Regions from separate parts of the Mus musculus genome. Here regions 2 and 3 are each linked to region 1. The links are chromatin contacts, called in public HiChIP or PLAC-seq and promoter capture Hi-C maps. All regions are on one chromosome and are shown on one strand. Each heading gives the region's core, a stretch centred on a gene start, on an enhancer-like site or on the middle of the called end of the contact. The rest is flanking DNA. Distances are from core to core; before and after follow the strand shown.

Region 1 (3,612 bases), core at 224-2,723:
GGGAGAAGGCTTTCTCATCGGCCACTCGTCAGTACCACCTTCAGTTGTTTGCAGTTTCCAGCCACTGCCACAGGGACTTTTTAATTATGAATCAGTGTTGTCATTATCAGCTCATTGTGTTGTGGGTTGCTTGGTTAACCCTACAGAGGATATCGAAGCTTATTTACATCAACAGAATTCCAGGGCTGTAATTTTCCAATAACCAGACTCTCCGGCGTGTATACATTGTGGTTCCCATATGAATCAGTGTCTTCCAGCGTGAGAGCACATGTATACATCACCCATTCCCTGCCCCCCCCCAAATTAGTGCTCATTTATTTTTCCACTGGAAAATGAGAGTGGATGGAATCCATAGGTCAGGGGGCTTAGACTCCCTAAGCAGGAAAGGCTTTGAGACTCCCTGCCTTGAGTGCAGCCCCGCCTCAGGAATCCAAGCTAGGGGCCCCAGCCTACTCTGGCAAGAGGAATATGTCCTCCAGCCTTCTCTAATGCAAGCATTGCATAGAATCTCTCCCACCAGATTGACAGGCTGTATTGGAAAATACAGGACAGTCACTCAAAAACTGAGAACCGGAGAACCACACTGAGGTACAGTACTGCATGGTTGATTGACATACTCACTGACTGTATAAAATTTTTAAAAATACTTTTAACTTACTTTGTTTAATGTGAGTATTTTGTCTGCATGCATGTATATGTACCACATGCATGTAGTCTCAACAGATTTCAGAAGAAGGCATCAGCTCAGGTCCCCTAGCACTGAAGATCCGGATGGTTTTGAGCCACTATGTGAATATTGGGAAGCAAGCCCAGTTCCTCTGGAGCACAGGAAGTGCTCTTAACCTCCCAGCAACCTCTTTAACCAAGAAAATAGTAGAGAGTGGCACAGGTGTGTGTATGTGTGGGGAGACAGTCTTTCATAAAAGATATTGAAGGATCTACCAATTTGGTATCTAGGGGTCGTTCTTGAACCAATCCCAAGGACACAAAACGACAACCATATTAAAAATTATGGAAGTGGTCCAATTTGGATTTGGGGCGCCAGAGAGGGTTGTGGAAATACGGCATTCTAAAGTCACACCTGTACCTCCGCTGCTGACGTGAGAGAGCCTCCATCCACTGAGGCAAGTGGGTCCTGGGTTTGATGCTGCCCTCTAAAAGGGCACTTAGGGGAATCTGAGAAGTACCCATGAGTAAGATAAATGATGTCTTATCAGTGAAACAGACTTTTCATTTCTTTTTATCGATTTTTATGTTTTCACATCTTTGGATATGATTGGCTGGCCCAGGGCGGCATTCCAAGGCACACAAACCTCATTAAGGCAAGAGCATGAAAGAGTGTGAGGTTTTATTGAGGTGGACAGGACAATAGATAAATATTTAATCTGCTGCACGTTTGTTCAGTATGGGAGCTGGGGCTGGGGCCGCATGACTCCCCAGATGTTCTGAGATTTCCTGGAAACCTCAACAATAGCCTGTTGCCCACTCACGGGTGCCTGCCCTTGGCAAATATTTGTCAACGTTTCTGAAACCAGCTCCTGGAAGCCTGTCCTTGCTCAGGTCACCAAGGCTACCACATCTTCCCTTATTTGTTGTGATACTAGAGGATAGACACTCACTGAACAGGGAGCCTGGATTAAAGCCTTGATCAAAGCCATGAGCCAGGAGGTGGCAAGCAATAATTCTGCACTCAGTTAAGATATGGGAGCCCATGGACTCCCTCTCTTTTTTTCTGAGCTCTCTGATTTTATATATGTGTAATGCTTAGTTTTAATTGTCTACTTACCAGTCTAGAATCACCTAAAGAAAGAGGAAGTTCTCAATAAGGGATTGTTTAGAAAAGGTTGGCCTGTAGACAAGCTGTGGGGTTTTGTCTTGTGTTAATTGATGTGGGTAGTCCCAGGCCACTCTGCGTGGCACCATTCCCCAGGAAGGGGGTCTTAGACTGTATAAAAAGCTGAGCACTGGTATGCATGCACTCATTGCTGTCATAAGCATGAGTTCAATGTCCAGACTCAAGTTTTAAAAAAGAAAGAAACCGAGTAGGCCATATGTACTTGGAATTCCAGAACTGGGGAAGCAGAGGCTGGTGACCTCTGGCCAGTCAGCAGTTCCAAGTCAGTGGAAGACCCTGTCTCATGAAGAGAAGAGAAGAGAAGAGAAGAGAGGAGGGGAGGGGAGGGGAGGGGAGGGGAGGGGAGGGGAGGGGAGGGGAGGGGAGGGGAGGGGAGGGGAGGGGAGGGGAGGGGAGGGGAGGGGAGGGGAGGGGAGGGGAGAAGAGAAGAGAAGAGAAGAGAAGAGATGAAGCTTGATAGCTGCCAACCTAACCAAACATTAAGTCCAAGTTCCTGTCTCAAGAAAATAAGGTAGAGAGCAATAGGCCAGGGCTCATTCACTGGCCTCCATACATACTCATATGAGATCTTTCTCTCTCTCTCTCTCTCTCTCTCACATACACACACACACACACACACACATACATACACACATGCACACATGCACAGTAAATATGTAAATATTTATCCAAAGTGAGAGTGAAGAAGAGGAGGATTGGATAGAAATGATCTGCTGTGAAGATAGCTCAAGGGCAGTGGGAGAGCTTCATTGAGAGACAAGGTTGCCTGCTCTGGCGGCCTCTGTGAAAGAACTAGGCGAAGTCAGTCACAGCCCCTCTAAGTCCCACTAGTTCAGTTCAGTTGCTTCTGGTCATATAAGCCCACGGAGATGGAGAAGGAGGTATAAGAACACCACAGCCCCCATTCAAGCTACACACTGAAGGAGATGGCACCAGAGGAAGGGTGACCATCTGCCCAGAGGTAGGCAGTATGGAAAGGCCCCTCCCCTGAGGGCTACACCAAGCCTTGCTCAGAGAAAATTCAGTAACCCAGGTTGATGAGAGCCATGGCAATGCTCACCCTTCAAAAAAGGCCAGAGCCCTGAGGTTACAGCCTCTCTTCCCCACCCCACCCCTCTCCTTCCCCTGGAGTAGGCCTGGACATCCACACCAGTGCTCTGGGCCACCAGCCACACTGAGGTCCTCTGACCCCTGCCCCCACATAGCAGCCTAAGTGCTGACTGGGACCTGGGAGTTCTTGGCAGGTTCTAGACGCAGAGGAGCAGCCACAGTGGAATCCAGAAGGCTCCTCCAGAAGCCAGAAGTTAAGGAACAATTCTGCTAAGTCATAAATGCTTCGCATTCCTCGGCTTTTGCCTTCAGAGTCTCTGGCATCCCCAGACAGTAGCTGAGGATTCGAGGACACGTTCATTTCTCCTGCTCTGGGGAAGGCCAGGCCCAACAGGAGAAGCTAGCAGACTGAAACAGAGCTCTGGGGAAAGCCTATGCAAGAGATGCTGGGGTGCCTATCTGAGGATCACAGTTTATCCCGCCTTCTGTCTTCTTCTCTCCAGTGCTGCACCCCACTCCCCTGGGTCTCTGCAGAAGACAGATGCCAGTCAACATGTCCTCCCCTGGGGGTCCCAAAATGGTGGCTATCCTCCCTACAGGCATTTGTGCTCCCCACAGATGGCCATGCTCCCACAGGGTATTCCTATGATCTGTACGCCCACAAATGGTTATCCTCCCACTGGTGTGATAAGTGCTCCCCATAGATG
Region 2 (3,913 bases), core at 334-2,833, 170 kb after region 1:
GTTTTATGATTTCTCTTTTAGGTTTGTTTTCTTGAAAAGGCTCCAGGCTTCGGCTTGGAAAACCCAACCGCCAAAATTGAGCCCAGCAGCTGGAGCGGCAGCGAGAGCCCTGCCGAAAACATGGAAAGGATGAGCGACTCGGCAGATAAGCCGATTGACAACGACGCGGAGGGCGTCTGGAGTCCTGATATTGAGCAGAGTTTCCAGGAGGCCCTGGCTATCTATCCGCCGTGTGGGAGGAGAAAAATCATCTTATCAGACGAAGGCAAAATGTATGGTAAGTGGCCTGGAACATTCCTTTCAGGGCCTCCAGCCTGCTGCAGTGGGAGGGGATGTTCTCCGAAGCCAGCCTGGTTGCTCTTTGTAGAATGACATTTGGCTATCCCAGGGACCAGGGCTCCACTACAGAGGAGGATCCTGGGATACCATCCCTTGGGGGTTTTCTCTTCATGCTTGACAGGCCTTCTGGCAGATGCTCTCAAGGTTCACGTGCCACGGTGGCATACGTGCAGGAGGGAACAAATTCTTCAGTCATTCGGCTCCACATAGCTGGCGTCGAGTGGGACCGAGTCCCTTGAGTCCTTCCCACCCTTGCAGGAAGATCTTGTGCTTTAGATTTGTATTTGAAATCTATTCTTTTTTTATTGGCTGGGGATGTGGTTGTTCCTGGCAGCACAGACCTCTAGGTTTAATCTACAGCCTTGGGAAACAGGGCATGGCAGTGCTCCCCTGTAATCCCAGTAGTGCTCCCCTGTAATCCCAGCACTCAGGAAGTGGAGCTAGGTTGACCAGAAGTTCAAGGTCTACATAGAGAATTCTGGCCAACCTGGACTTAATGAGACCCTGCCTCAACATTATGTCCCTCTAAAAATTCTGAAATCCCCCACTTCAGGATCAGCCCTGTACTGGCCAGATAAAACACACACAGGTTTGATTGGCCTGTTTCCATTCTTGCTTCTAACTTGCAGCTGAATGGCTAGTTAAGACGTTGTTGTGTGTCCTGTCCTGTCCCATCTGTTTTTCCCCAGCCCCAATTCATGTGCCCAGCTCCCAGCTCCCAGCTTCCCCTTCCTCTATGACTGTCCTCTGAGTAGGTTCTGGGGAAAGCTGCATGAGGCAAGGAAGGCAGGCCCAGCTTTCCAAATGGCTCTGGTTGCTGACAGCGAATGTCCCCACCCTAGCTGGTGTGAAGCTTCCCTCCACAGGTTGGGGACATTCTCTTTCCAGAATGCTCCCAGCTGCATGCAGACTTGCGGGTTTTTTGGCTATCTACCTTTAGGAAAGTAGGTGGCAGGTGGTCACTTGTACATAGTGCTTGTCTAACTGAGTTGACAGAGTTTGTGTTGTCACCAAGTCTAAAGAGATGCAGCCAGCATAAATTCCACCAACACTGGCTCATCCACTACCCGAGGCTCTTAACTCAACAGAGGAGTGATTTATTTCTCAGTAATTCCCACTATTTCTGTAATAGGGTGTTGTACCTTTAACCCCGCGTGTCTCTGTCAGGAGCCCAAGGAGGCTGTGCTCAGACCAGCAAAGACTTCTGAGAGGAGAGCAGATGGTAGCACAGCTGCCACCAGCTGTGCCCTGCCTGCCCTCCCCCTTCACCACGGATGATGTAATGGAAACAAAGACACTTTTGCTTTCTGTGGCACTGAGCCTCTCAGCCTGTCATGCACTCGGGAGTGAGAACCCAAACTTGTGGCATTTGTTTTATGCTCTTGTGAGTTTCTGCTATAGCCAGAGAATCCTCTTTTTATCTAGGGTAGTGAAGTCGGGCCGAAACCGGTTGCTCAGCTGCTGTGGGTGGATCCTGCGTCCGTCCTTTCTTCCCCGGCTTCTCCTTCCTCAGCTTTCCCTTGAAGCATAGCTTTGGGATGTTGCATTGTGAAGCTCCCACTTCTTTGCTCACAGGTTGTTTTAATCTAAATTAATGGCGTAAGACATTTGGTGGTGTACATCTATAATCCCAACAACACTCAGGAGTCTAAGGCAGAAGGAGAGTGAGAATTAGAGCCAGCCTAAGCTATCTAATGAGATCGTGCCTTTGAAAATGTTTTTTCCCCCTCCATTGAGATTTTCCTTTGTAAATAGTTGCCCACTTTGCCTATAACTCAATTGTAAACTTTTTATGTGAAAATGATTTTTAAGATCTCTTGCTGAGAACTGAATCCATGGAAGCTTCAGATTGGAGTTATTCTATCAGCTATTAACCTGATCACATTTGTGCTTGGTGTTAATGTAGTTTTGGGCTCCTGGGAAAGATGATCAAATAAATGAGGACAACAGGTCCTTGGAGACTTGCCATCTAGGATATTGTGGTTTTGAGGGGTGGAATTCAGCAGGGTGATTAGATATTGGTAAGTTTGGTGTTGGCTGTGGGATATGTGTCTAGGACGAGGGTAACTCAGTTCCCAGTACTTCCCAGTTGTATCTGTTTTTGAGTATGGGTGTCTTTCTCCTTAAGTTAACACTATCCGATTACTGTCTGTTGGTGGCCAGCCAGATTTAAAATGAGGCAACCGTTTTTCCTCACTAGGGAGGAAGAGTCTAGTATGGTTGTGGGTTTCACAGGGCCAGAGAGTACACAACCTGCATGGTTTTGTCCCCTGATCAGGAAGAGATGGGTTTTCTGCATTGGCCTTGCAGTATCTCCATCTGTCCAGGGAGGAAGCACTCCCCTTGGCTCCCTGTCTTGTGGCATAAGATAGAATGCCTCAGGCTATCTTGGAGGGAAGTGTGGTAGTTCCTGGGCTAGTTGAATTGGAGACTGGGCCTCCCTTTAGGGGATCTGCTTTAACTTTGTCAGAGAAAGTTGACTCTCCTTAGTGCTACCTCAGCCAGTCGGAGACAGAGTCATGTGAGCCCATGTAAGGCCAGGGTCACCCTTCGTGATCAAGCTTTTGCTAGCACATAAACGAATCTTAATGTTCGACCAGTAGTCAGCGGTCCCCGAGAGCATCCCTTTTCTCTAAGACCTTTGAAAATGGATTCTCTGTGAAGTCAGTCAAAGTCATAGCCCAGTGAAACACCTGGCGAGTCTTCCTTGAGGATTTCATTCCTCCATCTCTGAGCATTTCTGAGTTCTCTGGGTTGTCACTAGTCTCGAAACACTGGAAGAGGCAAGGTCAAGTGATTTATTTTGGTAATGAGATTTTCATCATGGTTGGCAGGAGAGTAAACGGAGAGTTGTTTATGATAAGCTTTTGTCCCTTGGAAGAGAAATGGCTTAATTTTCTGTTACCTTGGACGTTGGGCAGCTGAGACTGTGTAGCCGTCCGCCTGCCTGCCTCTGTGTGCCTGGACATTTTCTGTGTTCCCTGATGTACAATGCTTGCTCTTGGCTGCTGCCTCTGACTTTGCTCTTAAGATGCACAGGCCTTCCTCTTTCCTCTTTCATTCCTTAGCCCATTTTTGCATAGCTGTGTGTTTCTTTTTCTGGGAGGTAGAGAGGGAGGAGGGATGGGAGGGAAGTGTTTAAGGAGCATGCTTTTCTGAAGCTGGATTTTAGGGGAGTACACCACAGCTGAAAACAAGACTTTACCCCCAAACAAACAAAAATAACCCAAACTGTGATCTATGGGAATACCTGCGTCTGTTCCCTCTGTAACTGAAGACACAGTCTGGCAGTGTGGTCACATGTCCTTGGAATCCTTCAAGAGTTGGGACAGAAACCAGTTTGCAGTGATTGTGTGCCCTAGAGGCAGACAGGTGCAGCACTTAGCAGTTTAGACTGTGTAATTAATATGAATCCTGGCCTGGCACTTTTAGGTCTCAGGCTTTGGGCAAGTTGCCTTAGTTCTCTTGTGTTTCAAAGCCTGAAGCGCAAAGGAGGGTGCTAAATAGACCCAACTTCAGAGGATTGTCACAAAAATTAACTGAAGTCATTATTATGTGGGGTTGCCCACTGTGT
Region 3 (3,333 bases), core at 164-2,663, 190 kb after region 1:
ATGTCAGCCATGCCAGAAAACCATCAGCCTTTTCTAAGGTTGTTTATGAACACCCCAGAATCCAGCTGAGAATTCTCTTATTGTGTCTCTGAGAATCATGGCCTGCTTAATCCCTATTCTGCCTCTGGTAATGAAGGTAGATGCTCCAGGTCGAATTGATCTGAAATTCTTAAGAGTGAAGAGGAGTGTTTGATGTGTTCTCGGAGGCAAAGCTTACTGGACATTTATTTAATGCAGATATGTTTCATGTAACCTGGCACAAACAACTTGGGTCTCAGTGGAGGCATCAGAGTCTTTCCAAGACGAGGTTGTCACTAGCAGCTAATGCTGCTTCAGTGTTGATGTTGGTAAAGGACTGTAGCTCTGGGGCCAGCCCTTCAGAATAGCATTGCCGCCTCAGGATCAGCCCAGTCAGCTTGGGATGGCGACCGAGGAGGAAAGAGCCCGCGATAGATAGACACATTTCAGTTGCACTCTTGTGCATGTTTATTGAGTTAGTTATTATTGCATAATGTTGGAGCCAAAGAGTATGGTGTGATTATAGGTTTTATTGTTGGGTCTTGAGCTATATCCAGACATCGTTTTCCATAGGGAACTTGAATCCCAAAAGAGGAGAGATTATGCCTTTGTTTTGAAATAACTTTTTTTGGGGGGGGGTCTGTAGTAAAGCATGAAAAGTTGAACTTATCATTTACAGATTGGGGTGCAGGCACGCTGAGATGCTGCCTCAGGGCGTTAAGTGCTTGCTGTACAAGCATGGGAACACCAGTGCTGGGGTGTAGAGACAGGTGGATTCGGTAGCTCTCAGGCCAGACAGTCAGGCCTATTAGTGTGGTCCATATTCAATAAAAGACCCTGTCTCAAAAAATAAGGCGGAAAGCACCTCCTGTAGATTTGTGGCCTCATGCATGCATATTAGAAACACACGCCTACATACAAATTACTCATTCTCTTGCATTTATCTCCATGATAGAATGCATGCTTAGCATGTATGTGCAAAGCTCTGGGTATAACCCCAGGACCCCAAACAAAAAAAGTTCTTCTGCTCAGCCCTCCATCCAAACCATTCCCCATTGTCTCCACTCAGCAATGGAGATAACTGTTCAGGAAAGGGCCAGGCTTTTTGTTGCTACTCTGCAATCTGCCATTTTACTGTGTAGCTTGCTTCCCTGACAGGTACTGGTGGCCAGGTGCCGTTAATCCAGGTCAAGATGAAGAAAATGTACTTTTGTCAATTCCCCAGGCATCTAGCCGACCAGCCGGGTCTCAGGTATTCCAGATATGAGCGACGTGCTGTTGCGCAAGCTCCATGCATTGCTAGCTAGGAGATACAGAGGCCTGCCTGCCCTGAGCCCTTTGTTCTCCTGCTTGAAAGCAGTTAATTAGCAACTGTCTCCATAGCAACTACCTCATAGTCCAAAAACATTGTCTAGTTTTTCAGTTTAGCTTATCACACTGTTTACCTGAAGGGCTTTTCAGTGCTCTGAGTCTCATTTGAGTTGGCACCATGCCTATTGGGGAAGTGAATTGTCAAGAAAGAAAAAACACCACGGTAGCCAGGAGCCAAGCAGCCTTCTGACCAGGGCCATCCTGGGTGCTGGATGTGTAGCAAACAAAAGTTGCGTAGGCCTAATCTTTTTACCTATATTTTTCAGCTTGGCAGAAAACTGCTGTCCTTGCCCACCTGGCCCCGAGTCTGGAGGCTGCTTTCTCTCCCCCGCCCCCCCTTCCTGAAAGGTTTTCTAATGTTGTTCACATTCCCTCTTTATGGTAAGTTTTCTGTTATTGCTCATCCTGCAACCCCAGGTGTTCTCAGCCACAGAGCAGTCGAGGAAAGTTCTTCCTCCCTCGGGCATTTCTGAAGGCCCTGGGATGGTGGGTTTAGAAATGTGTGTGCAAATTTAGAACCACTTTGTTTTTCCATCTTCCCGAGGAAGAACCCCTCTTTCCTGCCTCTGGTAGCTTAGGTGGGCCATGTTTAAGACCAGGCAACTTCAGGTGGCTTTGAGTAAAACAGGAAGGAGAATTACGGCTTTTCATAAGCCACAAAGACGATAATACTTTTCACGGCTTTTGTTGATGGAGCACTACGTGTGTGGCCCACCGATTAGGCAAGGTGGGAGGTGTGTAGGAAGGAAGGCTCCTTCCTGAGTGTCTGCTGTGTGTGTGTCTTAATGGAACTGGCTCTCCTGGGCTGCTCGTGGTGACGCTGCAGCTTGGCCCCATACTCACAGAGCTCCATGGGGGTTGTTGGTGGGTTTAGTCTGTGTATATTATAGACTGTAGTGTGCTGCACACCTTTGCTAAGAAAGCAGGATAGAGGAGCTGGAGAAATGGCTCAGAAGTTAAGAGCAGTTGTTGCTCTTTCAGAGGACCCAGGTTCAGTTCTCACAGCTCCAGTTTCAGGGGGATCCGACTCCTTTTCTTTCAGGCAAAACACTCATACACATAAGTTAAAATAAATCTTAAAATATACAAGCTGGATAGAATTTAGGTAGTGTATATACACTGTGGCATTGCTTAAGCTGGGTCTAGGGGGAAAAGAAACCATGAAGCCTTCCTGCATGCTTTTCCAGAGCCTCTTAATAGATAGACAGCGGAGAACAATATGCTTGAGGCCTTGGCTGGAGGTTCTAGCAGGGAGTAGCTTGGAATACCCTTGAGGGTAGGAAGGTACGCCTTTGTCTGGGGAGATGGTTCACTTCGGTGTGTAGCCTCTGCAGGGACAAATGCCAAGCAGTGAAGATGGGAGGAGACACCCACCTAGCTAGTCAGATCAGGGGACTCACTCCTGGGCCTATGTACCAAGGACATGGCCTGGGCACAGGTGTTACATGCCTATCAACCCTCAAATCTAAGAATAGAATGTTCTTTTGAGGCAACTGCCCCCCCCCCCCCCGCAGATTATGCTAAAATAAATTTTTCTTCAAAACCAGGACCATCCTGTGATGTCTCCCTCCCTCCATCCTTTATATTCTTCTCTCTCCATCAGGATGGTCAGGAACTTGCTATGTAGTCCGGCTGGTCTTGAACTGACAAATTCCTGACTCTGCCTCCTAACAATAACAAACATTAGTTTTTCAAATCTTTTAGTGAACCTGAAGGTGACAGTGCTTGTGCCTGAGCTTGTATTCCAAGGCTTTAAATTCAATTCTATGGCTCATTCATGAGTATATCATGCCTTTAAATATGGGCTGAAAAGCCTGGCTTTTCCCTAGTGGAGATCTCTCATATCCAGCATAGGTTCATTAAAACCTGGCCATTCCAGGCAAGCTGTCTTCTTTTCTTTGAGAAATATATTAAGCAGAAACTGAGGTTAATGTAGTAAACAAG

What was found. HiChIP or PLAC-seq counts read pairs in DNA pulled down with a chosen protein or histone mark. Capture Hi-C pulls out chosen DNA fragments and counts their contacts.
Region 2: a promoter capture Hi-C map of pancreatic islet shows a contact between it and region 1. The contact joins two enhancer-like sites. A contact is called at or near these places in 1 of 484 Hi-C or Micro-C datasets (the HL-1 cell line), 2 of 115 datasets of contacts at active chromatin or transcription factors (embryonic stem cells and pancreatic cancer cells) and 2 of 9 other capture datasets (liver and pancreatic islet).
Region 3: a contact with region 1 is called in an H3K27ac HiChIP or PLAC-seq map of extraembryonic endoderm stem cells. The contact joins two enhancer-like sites. A contact is called at or near these places in 1 of 484 Hi-C or Micro-C datasets (the HL-1 cell line), 2 of 115 datasets of contacts at active chromatin or transcription factors (extraembryonic endoderm stem cells and pancreatic cancer cells) and 1 of 9 other capture datasets (embryonic stem cells).

What each region holds. Positions count from the first base shown.
Region 1 is chr7:112,592,323-112,595,934 of GRCm38.p6, forward strand. No RefSeq gene overlaps it. Among named protein-coding and RNA genes, the nearest start is that of Gm24154, 24 kb to the right of the region's middle. Within about 2 kb of position 1,474, at least 9 of the 459 cell types and tissues checked have an H3K27ac peak or open chromatin away from gene starts, as enhancers often do. A contact at or near this core is called in extraembryonic endoderm stem cells and pancreatic islet, where this site is marked.
Region 2 is chr7:112,759,363-112,763,275 of GRCm38.p6, forward strand. It overlaps Tead1 (TEA domain family member 1), which reads left to right. Exons shown (of 13, transcript NM_009346.4): 2 at 22-277. The coding sequence starts at 76. Among named protein-coding and RNA genes, the nearest start is that of Tead1, 82 kb to the left of the region's middle. Within about 2 kb of position 1,584, at least 98 of the 459 cell types and tissues checked have an H3K27ac peak or open chromatin away from gene starts, as enhancers often do. A contact at or near this core is called in pancreatic islet, where this site is marked.
Region 3 is chr7:112,787,113-112,790,445 of GRCm38.p6, forward strand. The region is part of intron 2 of Tead1 (TEA domain family member 1); the gene reads left to right. Among named protein-coding and RNA genes, the nearest start is that of Tead1, 110 kb to the left of the region's middle. Within about 2 kb of position 1,414, at least 88 of the 459 cell types and tissues checked have an H3K27ac peak or open chromatin away from gene starts, as enhancers often do. A contact at or near this core is called in extraembryonic endoderm stem cells, where this site is marked.